2 separate regions of the Macaca fascicularis genome follow, and region 1 is linked to region 2. A link is a contact called in public Hi-C data. All regions are on one chromosome and are shown on one strand. Each heading gives the region's core, a stretch centred on a gene start, on an enhancer-like site or on the middle of the called end of the contact. The rest is flanking DNA. Distances are from core to core; before and after follow the strand shown.

Evidence for each region. Hi-C and Micro-C count contacts between places; a contact is called where the count stands out from the background.
Region 1: a Hi-C map of liver shows a contact between it and region 2, with 2.7 times the contacts expected there. The contact joins the promoter of DPH5 here to the promoter of S1PR1 in region 2. A contact is called at or near these places in 2 of 2 Hi-C or Micro-C datasets (liver and skeletal muscle).

What each region holds. Positions count from the first base shown.
Region 1 is chr1:133,381,443-133,386,456 of T2T-MFA8v1.1, forward strand. It overlaps DPH5 (diphthamide biosynthesis 5), which reads left to right and starts at 3,522. Exons shown (of 7, transcript XM_074000691.1): 1 at 3,522-3,614; 2 at 3,852-4,009. The coding sequence starts at 3,875. LOC102128750 (a long non-coding RNA gene) reads right to left here and starts at 3,458. Exons shown (of 4, transcript XR_012417206.1): 1 at 3,262-3,458.
Region 2 is chr1:133,172,756-133,177,417 of T2T-MFA8v1.1, forward strand. It overlaps S1PR1 (sphingosine-1-phosphate receptor 1), which reads right to left and starts at 2,694. Exons shown (of 2, transcript XM_015432061.4): 1 at 2,602-2,694; 2 at 1-613. The coding sequence starts at 450.

The DNA of each region.
Region 1 (5,014 bases), core at 2,272-4,771, 210 kb after region 2:
TCCTCTAACTGCTTTCATTATCATTATAAAACTACAATATTTGTTAAAAACTAATTTGAAACCGTTTTACAGCAAAATTTTCAAAACCCAGCCTAAATTAGGTAAAGCAATGATATCATTTAATCAGCTATATGACCAGGTATGTTTTGTTAATCTATTACCTAGATGAGGAGTTTATGTTTCAAGCAAAATGTAATATGTGTATTGATGTCTACAACTTCCCTGGAAATGCATCAACAAATAAGAGGGGTTGATGTCTGGGTAAAAGGATGAGTAAGTGATAAAGCAAAAACAGCAAAATGTTAACAACTTTAGAACCTTGGAGGCCGCTATATATGGGTGTTGACTGTGACATTGTTTCAGCTTTTTTATATGTTTGAAATTTTGCACAATAAATTGTTGGGGAAAATATTATCACATTTGAAACCCGTTTTAAATGGCAAGGGAGAAATGTCAAATCCCACAGAAGAATTCTGCAAAAACCAATAGGCAAGACTTTTGCAGCTTATGTTTGTTGAGCTGAGGGGAAAAAAAAAAAAAAAAAAAAAAGATTACCATAATCCCTTTATCTGTCTAGCTCCAGAAAAGTACAAAAAATTTCCACTCTTATTGAGAAATAATGGCAGGTGAAAGTGTTGTTTGTTAAGAATTCTACGTGGTGAAACTAAGTTCCTCTGGCTAAATTTTGAAGCTTAAAAACAAATTATTACTGTTATTTCAGACAATGTTTCACTTCCTTGATTACCCAGAATAACTTTATTTCAATACAGATATATTTCCTGAAAGGAGATAAACCACACCTTCTTCGGATTACTTAATCATCCTTTTTGGCAGTGTCCTTTTGCTGTGAATCTATCTGAAAATATTATTTTTTTAAATCTGAAAATAAAAAACACAAATGATCAACACGTTGGAAAATGTGTTTACCTACTCAATAGCGTGCATATGAACTATATGTTTTGTGTGTTACAAGCCTTTCACTACAAATGACCTTCTAAAGTGGTACTGAGACAGGCATATTTATGTTTGATATTCCATTAATGACTTTCTGGTAGTTATTTAAAACATACCACCCTCTGTATTTAATAAAGATGGAAAAATACGTAACTCAGCTACTAGTGGATAATAATGATTTATGCAACAAACATTTAATACCTTATGTGCGAGGGATAGTGCTAAACCTTAAAGATGAGAATACAAATAAGATGCAGTCCCTGAATTGACTAAATCAAGAGTTTGGTGAAGAAGAAACACAAATGAACAAATATAAAATCTCATACATTGGTTAGTAAGTATATGTAGAGTAATACTGTAATAGAGGAGAAACCTAAATTAGCTTAGCGGGGTGAGGGTCTCTGGGAAGGCTTCCTGAGCTTGGTCTTAAAGAATGGGTATTAGTGATCTAGGCAGGAGAGAATGGGAGACAATATTCTATGATGACGCAGCAACACAGAGGAACAAAGCAGCATGTTGTGGGCAGAGAACTATTAGCAATTCAGTATTGCTGGAGAGAAAGCTCATGGTATGGAGTGGAGAGAGCTGATGCTAAAAAGGTAGGCAGTGGCCACACCATGAATGATCTTGTGGGGTATGTTAACAAACCTGGACTTTCTCTTGGTCTCAGAAGGATCTAAAAGGGGTGTGATATTTTCAGATTGTGTACCAACTATAACTCTCTGACTCCCTTGAGTGAAGGAGACATGATGATCAGCTACAAGAGTGACAAAATGAGGACCTGAAAACCAAGATGGTGACAGAGGGTATGGTTTCCATTGAGATATACAGGCAGACAGGACAGACTGGATGTAGGGGTGACTCCCAAGTGTCTGGCTGGGGTTAATCTGTTGATGACAATACTGTCCTCACCTACTCCCCCCTCCATCCAAGTAGCTAATATGGAAAGAAAAGCAAAATTGAAGGGGAAGGTTATGGATTCAATGTTGGAAGTGCTGAATATGACTCCGGGTTACCTAGGTGAAGATTTCCAGCAGAAAGTTAACAAGAAGCCAAGAGGGAGGAAGTCTGGATAGCAGGCTGAAATTTGAATCTGCAAAATATTAGAGACACTAGGAATTTTGAGAGAACAGCCAGTTTTTTGGGGGTTTTGTTTGTTTTACTTAAGCCATTCTAATAGGTGGGTAGTGGTAGCTCATTGTAATTTAAATTTTTATTTCCCTAATATCTAATGATGTTTAGGATCTTTTTTTGTTTGTTTAGGATCTTTTAAAATGATTATTTGTTGTGTATCTTCTTTGGTGTCTATTCAAATCTTTTGCCCATTTTTAAACAATGAGCTGTTTTATTATTGCTTTTTGAGTGCTCCTTATATATTCTCCACACAAGTCCTTCATCAGATACATGCTTTGTAAATATTTTCACAGCATGTGGCTTCAACAGTCTTCTGAAGAGCATAAATTTTTACTTTGTTGAAGTCCAATTTGTCAATTTTTTCTCATCATGCTTTTGGTCTAAGAAATATTTGCCTAAATAAGGTCACAAATATTTCCTCCTATGTTTTCTTCTGGTATAGGTTTAGGTTTTTCATTTACATCTATGATCCATTTTGAGTTTTTTGGGGCGTGTATGTGGTGTGAGGAATAGACCAACGTAATGAGAGGGGATAAAACCAGCCAGGAAGAGTTTATAGATAGGAAGTGCAAAAATGTGGATGGAACCTGGGAATGAAAAAAAGCCAAGATTCAAGGAAGCAGAGTTCGGCATTGTGGGGGAGGCAACAGGAAAATTCTGAGTAACCAGCACTGCCTGCTGAGAAAAGCAATGACAGCTGTCTTTTCAACTTGGATGAGGTCACCTTGGGAAGAGCATTTTCAGTCAAAACAAATCTTCTCTATTCATAATCACATGTAACCAACAGCTTTATAAGAATTCCCCCGGCAGAAACACTTGAGAGGTCTGAACTCCCTGAGCGCTATTAAAGGTCACTTCTTTAGGTACAGGAAGATCTGGGATTCCTGACACTGAGGGTGACCAAAGCATCCTTGGGGCACTCCAGGCATAAGGTCAAATCAGAAGCACACTCACTGCTGGGTTTGCCAATCTGACGCGTCACCAGAAGACACCTAGTTGAACTACAGGAGGATGAGAAGGGGGGATTAAAATCTGTGCACTCGGGAAAATCCGGGGACAAATCAGGAAAATCCTTCCCGCCCTCCCAGTTTCTGGAGAGGAGGAGTAGGACGCAAGGCCCCTCCACACTTTCTCCCACGTTGCTCCTCTCCAGCAAAGAGCTACTGCACTTACCCAGGCTTAGGAAGCGGGTGTTTAAGCCATGGGTTAGGGGGATCGTGAGCACGCCCGATCTTTTCCCTGAGGCAATGAAAGGGGTGCTCCACGGACTCCTCTCGGCCGACTGACCTTTCGCCGCCCTGCCCCAGCGGCCGACGGGTTGAAGCGGGGGCTCTAGTCTCCGCAGCCAGCTAGCGGCTAGCCCGGCCCCCTCCCGCTAGTCGTAAAGTGCAGTAAAGGCACCAGCATTTTGCGGCACCGTAGGTGAGGCCGGCGGCGTGGGTCCTTGCGGTGCGTGGAGCCGGCGCTTTGGTAGTTCCTTCTGCGGAAAGACGGTAGTTTGGAATTTGGAAAAGCCAGGGAACTAGGTACGATTCTGTCAGCGGGTAATTGGCTGCTCCTAGGTTTGTGTAACAAGCGGTAAAAGTGGTAGGGTTGTTTAAAACCTCTTATCCCAGTCCTTAAGCGTGACATATGCTTCCCAAACCCCTCCTTGTGACTTGCCGCTTCTCTTGTGCTACTTTGGTTGTCACCTTCGTGTTCATCACTAGATTTTAGGTGTCCTCGGTGTAACTGACGGTTTTTCTGTCCACTTCGTCTTGCAGTCTCTCTTCTCCTGAAGTTTGAAATGCTTTATCTCATCGGCTTGGGCCTGGGAGATGCCAAGGACATCACAGTCAAGGGCCTGGAAGTTGTTAGACGCTGCAGTCGAGTGTATCTAGAAGCCTACACCTCAGTCCTGACTGTAGGGAAGGAAGCCTTGGTAGGTGCTGAGCGTTCCCTAGCCTCCTGGGAAGAAAGCTATCTAACATCTGATTTTCATACACTAAGCTGAACAGAATTTTCAGGTCTGCTTGTTTAAACCCTTTGAAACGCATCTTTTGTTCATTAATGATCTGAGGAGCAGAAGAATGGAAATTATACACCAACCAAGTGACTTGGAAAATGAAAGTGTGCTTTGTCCTATTTTACAAGTCTAATTTTGTGGCTTTCTCCAGTAAATAGGAAAGCCATTTTATACTCTTGGGGGATAGTTATCAAAACCCCTTATTTCATGAGGTAGTCAAGAAATCCTTTCTGAGTTGAGTGCTAATGAGGTGCTGACACAGCCTTAATGAGTTGGTTATATATTCAGAAACCAAGCTGAAAGCTTCCTCCTTTGAAGTATGTCCATAGGGAATGGTGATTGCCTTTCTATATCATATCCAGAGAGATCTTACCTTAAATAGACTATCTCCCAATAAGGCTTATACTGATACACTTGTATACATTGAGTGAGCCTGGACTTAATATATACAAATGTATGAGTATACAGTTATATGAGTATACACTAAGTAACCAGAATATTTGTTAGTGTATTATACATTTAGTTGGCCCTCATAAGGGCCCAGTAAATTTGGGGGAAGGGTCAACTTCAGGTTCATTGTCAAACTCTAAGTAGAATGTAAATCAAATGATTAATACATATGTTATGGGAGAAGAGAGTAGATTTTTAGAATTGTCTTTGTCCTGTCTTCCAAACAAAAAATTGACTTAAAATTTTTAGGCCTTAGATTACTTTAACATTTGAAGAAGGTATTAAGAACTGCTAGTTGAATTGGCCATGCATTTAAATAAAAGTTGTGTGTAAAGACCAACTTTGATATATACATATACGTGGAGAGAGAGAGAGAAAGTAAGTCTTGCCCTGTTGCCCAGGCTGCGGTGTAGTGGTGCCATCATGGCTCACTGCAGCCTCAACCTCCTGGGCTCTAGTATCCTCCCACCT
Region 2 (4,662 bases), core at 1,444-3,943:
TTTCATTTTCAGCATCGTGATATAGCGCTCAATGGCGATGGCGAGGAGACTGAACACGGAGGCTGACAGGGCCACAAACATACTCCCTTCCCGCAGAAACCACTGGGCGGGAGTGAGCTTGTAGGTGGTGGCCCCAGACAAGAGCAGGTTAGCTGTGTAGGCCACTCCTGCCAACAGGTCTGAGAGGGCCAGATTGCCAATAAAATAGTACATGGGTCGGTGGAATTTCTTGGTTTTCCAAATAGTCAGCAAGACAAAGATGTTCTCGAGGATGATAAAGCAGCAGATAAGAATGAACACCACCGAGGTCAGTTTAATGCTGTTCTCCCTGTCCGCGCTGGTATTCAGCTTTCCCGTGTAGTTGTAATGCCGGACAATAATATCATAGTTGACGTAGTCAGAGACCGAGCTGCGGAGGGCCTTGACCAGCGGGACGCTGGTGGACCCCATGGTGCCAACCCTGTGTCCCCAGGAAGTCGGGGTGGCGTTACTCCAGACGAACGCTAGAGGGCAGGGCGAGAGAGCCTTCACTGGCTGCAGGGGTGGTTCGATGAGTGATCCAGGCTTTTTGTGTAGCTTTTCCTTGGCTGGAGAGGGCCTCGGAAACCGCAGCCTTAAACAAGTCAGAGGAGAGAGTCAGGGAAAGAGCCACAGCATACTGGCATAATTCATTCTAGCTAAGGCACTGCTCCAATTGTGTTACTGTTGATTTGTTTTAAAGAAACTTGGGAAGAGCTCAGGGAGAGAGAATTTTTTTAAAAAATCACTGCTCCTACTCCTGTAGGTTCCACAATTGGGAATTCACCTTTTTTCCAAACTCCATAAATCACAAGTGCCCAAGAACAATCTGATTGAGTTGGGCTCCTTAGTAGCCCAGAGATGCAAATTTTCAGCGCCCAGAGAGATTAAAAAAAAAAAAAAAATCTTTTTTTCTTCCCTTTTTTTTTTTTTTTTTCCAAAAAAGGAAGAGGGGGAAGAAAAAGAGGGAGAAACTCTATGGCCACATTCACTCAAAGAGAAGTGGGAATTATGATGTTGGCTGTGGGTTGACCAAAACAAAAACAAAAACAAACAAACAAAAAAGAAGATGGAAAACAAGGAGTGGGGGGAATGGGAAACCTAGAGAGCACACCCCATTTTAACCCCACTCCTGCCCTCTCGCCACCCCCCACCCTCCCACCCCCGTATTTCCAGCCATGAAATTGTCTGAAGCAGTCACCAGCTCAGCTGCACGCTCAACACCAGCCCACGTCTCTCCTCGGAAAAGACTAGACTGCCAGTCTGAGGGTAGAGACACACACCTCTGTTCCCCATGCCCACCCCTAGCTCCCCTGTTCAAAGAGACGAGCACCACCTCCTAATTGCCATGCAAGAAATCAGATTTGCAGGAAAATCACTTGAAAGCGTAAGTCATTTGGGGGCTCTATTAATAACTCTCTAGGAGCAGGTGTGCCTAGGGTCGGAGGGCGCAGTGAGGTGTGGGCAGCCAGGCCCGCCCCGCCTTGCAGTAAACAGGAAAGCTTAGCGCCTCCGTGAAGCGACTGCCTTTTCTTTCTTCTTCTTCTTCTTCTCCCCGCCTCCCCCGCCCAACCGCCCCCAAGCCAGGGCAAGTAAATTTAAAGGTATTCAGTTAAAACCATTCATAACAGATTGCAGCAAATCCCAGAAGTTTCGTACACTAGTTGATCGCATAAATATTTTTTGCTTTGTTTAGTTTAGCCAAAACATACACAAAAGAGAGAAATCAAACTACTCATGACAGCAATAATACATGCTACCACATTTTTAATTTCGAGCGCAAAACTACTCTTCAGAAACTCACATTAAACTGCTCCCTGGTGCATTGCTAAATTTGCGTGGGCAGTTTTATTTACTGCCGTCCCCCAACACGTTGACTCCTCTCCTAGGACTAGAAAGTTACAAACAAACTAACTTTCTAAGACCGCACTGGTCAGCAGAAGTCTACTTCTAAGTTGCTTAAATATTTCAAGGTAATTCAGCAGTGCAATAAAATGAGGTAATAGAGATGAGAGCAATCCCAGCAACTCCGCGAACAGCAGAGGCTGCTCAAGCCAAGAAGCTCCACATTTCCCCCAACTAATTTTATACCCTGCTCCTGGGCAGTACTAGTTTAAGCCATTACCTACGCCCCACACCACCCACCATATTCTTTGTCTATAGGATTTCCAAAATTTAGCACCTTCCCTACTACTCCTCCGACCAACCGCAGCTTTCACTGCCCCTACCCCCATAGGTTCCACAGTTGGGAATTAACCTTTTTTTCCAAACTCCGTAAATCACAAGTACCCAAGAAAAATCCGATCGAGTTGGGCTCCTTAGTAGCCCACAGATGCAAATTTTCAGCGCCCAGAGATGCATGTTTTCAAAGTTTTTGTTTGCCTCGTTCGGCTTAAAAATTCGTTTCTGACACCTAAGCCCTACCACAGCCGGGCTCCCCGCGCCCGCAGTCCCCCGCCACTCGCCGCCCCCTACCTCGCTCAAGCAGGGCGAAGTTGCGTTCGGAGAGCCCGGGATCTGTACGGCTCGCTCCGCATCTTGCTGCTGCCCCCGACTGACTGCGTAGTGCTCTCGCAAACTTACTCGAGTCGGGGTCCCCTCCCTCCGCAGCGGAGCACTCCAATGGCCAGTCCCGCTCGCCGCGGCCAGTTCCCTGCCTGCTACGCGAAGTCACCCAGCGCCGCGCCAAGGCTGGGTGGTTTCTTCAGGAAGACGCTGGGAGGGGTTAATGCCTTAACCCCCCACGCCCTCTGCCAGCTAGGGGCCCCCGGATCTGAACTGCTGAGAAGCACTGTCCAGGAAAGATCTGGGGCAGAAGCAAAAAAAAAAAAAAAAAAAAAAAAAAAAAGAACTCCTCCTCCGCAAACAACAAATGAAAGAAAAAAGAGAGAGAGAGAGAGAGAGAGAGAAGGGGCGGAGCCCGGTAACCCCTGGATTCTAATGTATAAATCACTGCCCTCGCCCAGATGCACGCTGATCCCTGGCGGTGGAGAGGATTCTCCCGAGCCCCTGAAAAAAAAGGAGGTGGAGAGACTTGGGAAACTTTTCTCTCGAAAAGTCTGAAGGGGCAGAGGACGGCCCGGAGTCTCGTAGCGCACCGCCCTGGTCCCACACCCCCCGCAGCCCTAGGAGGATCGGTGTGCTTAGCTTGTGACCAGGAGCTCCCCGAGCCACTTTCACGCGGGCAGCAGAAAACCAGAGCCGCGGCCCGGCGAGTCTCGGCGGCGCTCTGGGGAGGAGACGCTGGGAAGGGGCTGCGAGAAGTACAGAGGAAACAAGCAGCCCGGGAGGGAGAATGGACCGGGAGGTTCCTGTTCTCCCCGCGCCACCCCAGATCCTGGTGCTCCTCGAAACTGCGGTCTGAGAGGGCAGTGGATTTCCCGGAGTGCACAGAGAAATGAACCAGCGCCGGTTTTGGTGTTGGGCAAGGGGTTTCCCTCAGCTGAGCGCAAAGTCAGACTGTGTGTCCCAGATTCTGGCCAATGGAGAGGTCGTTGAGGAGGTGGGCTGCTGCCGAGTCCTGAGAGATTCAAAACGCCTGGGCAGCTCCGGAATTTCCGAAGGGGAAGATTCTCGGCCCCGCGATGCGGAGCAACTGCAGCTGCCCAGCAGGGGCCGGCACCCTTCTCTCACTTTCTGCTTGAGAGTCGACTCAGAGGCCTCAAATCTCATTACTAGCAACCTGCCCACCCTTTTCTTTTGCTTAGATGCTACTTAAGAACGTGAGGCTGAGAGGCGGCCTTGGTCAGATCTGCCTGCGTGACAAGCTCAGGAGGCTTCTGCCCTTGCCCTACTGTTGTAAAGGTTTCCACCCAGTCCCTGGTCGCACTGCTTTCCCATCCCGGCAGATGTGAACTCAAAAACTTCCTCCGCTGTGCAGTTTCAATTGGCAGACACACCCTGTACCTGAATGACTCAGAAGGAGGCAGAATGAATAAACAACAGACCCCTGACTTCTGGGATTTTGTGAGTTTGCCAAAAAAAAAAAAGAAGTGACAGTTAATTCACAGCTGTTTTAAAGCACTCATCAACGGCGATGCACCCAATACATACCCACAACTTCAGTAACAGTACAGTGCATATAATGTGGAAACTAAGATAACGGTCCTCTAAGACTCCAGAGTAGATCCTAATTGGATTTGAGGACTTATTTCACTTAAAGGGGAAAAGATACATTGTATCTACCCAGCACAACAAAACGGGGGACTTGGCATTTCCCCCTTCACCTGCCCCCACCCACATTAATTTATGCATTCTTTAAAGCCAAAGGAATCAAAGTGAAATTTCACACCTAGTCTGTATCAAGCATGTGCTAGGTTAATTTAACCTTACTGTTCTGTGAAGTAAGCAAGCATTCCTGGCCATTTTATTGTTGAGAGAAGTGTCACTCAGACAACTAAGGTGACTTGTAGATTTTCCAGCTAGTGAGTGGCAGAGCTGGGTTCCAAAACCTAAATACTGCAAATGCCTTGCCTTGTGGCTCAAACGCTATCAGTCAATAAACAGTTAAGGAATTGAGATATATGTTCTTAGAGGGAAACAGACTTCTAGATTTAAAGTTTCACATTTGCATGCATTTCTGACTGTACGTGTCTACAAAATTCATAGAAAAGTATGCTAATGAATGTCCTTTTCAAATCACTC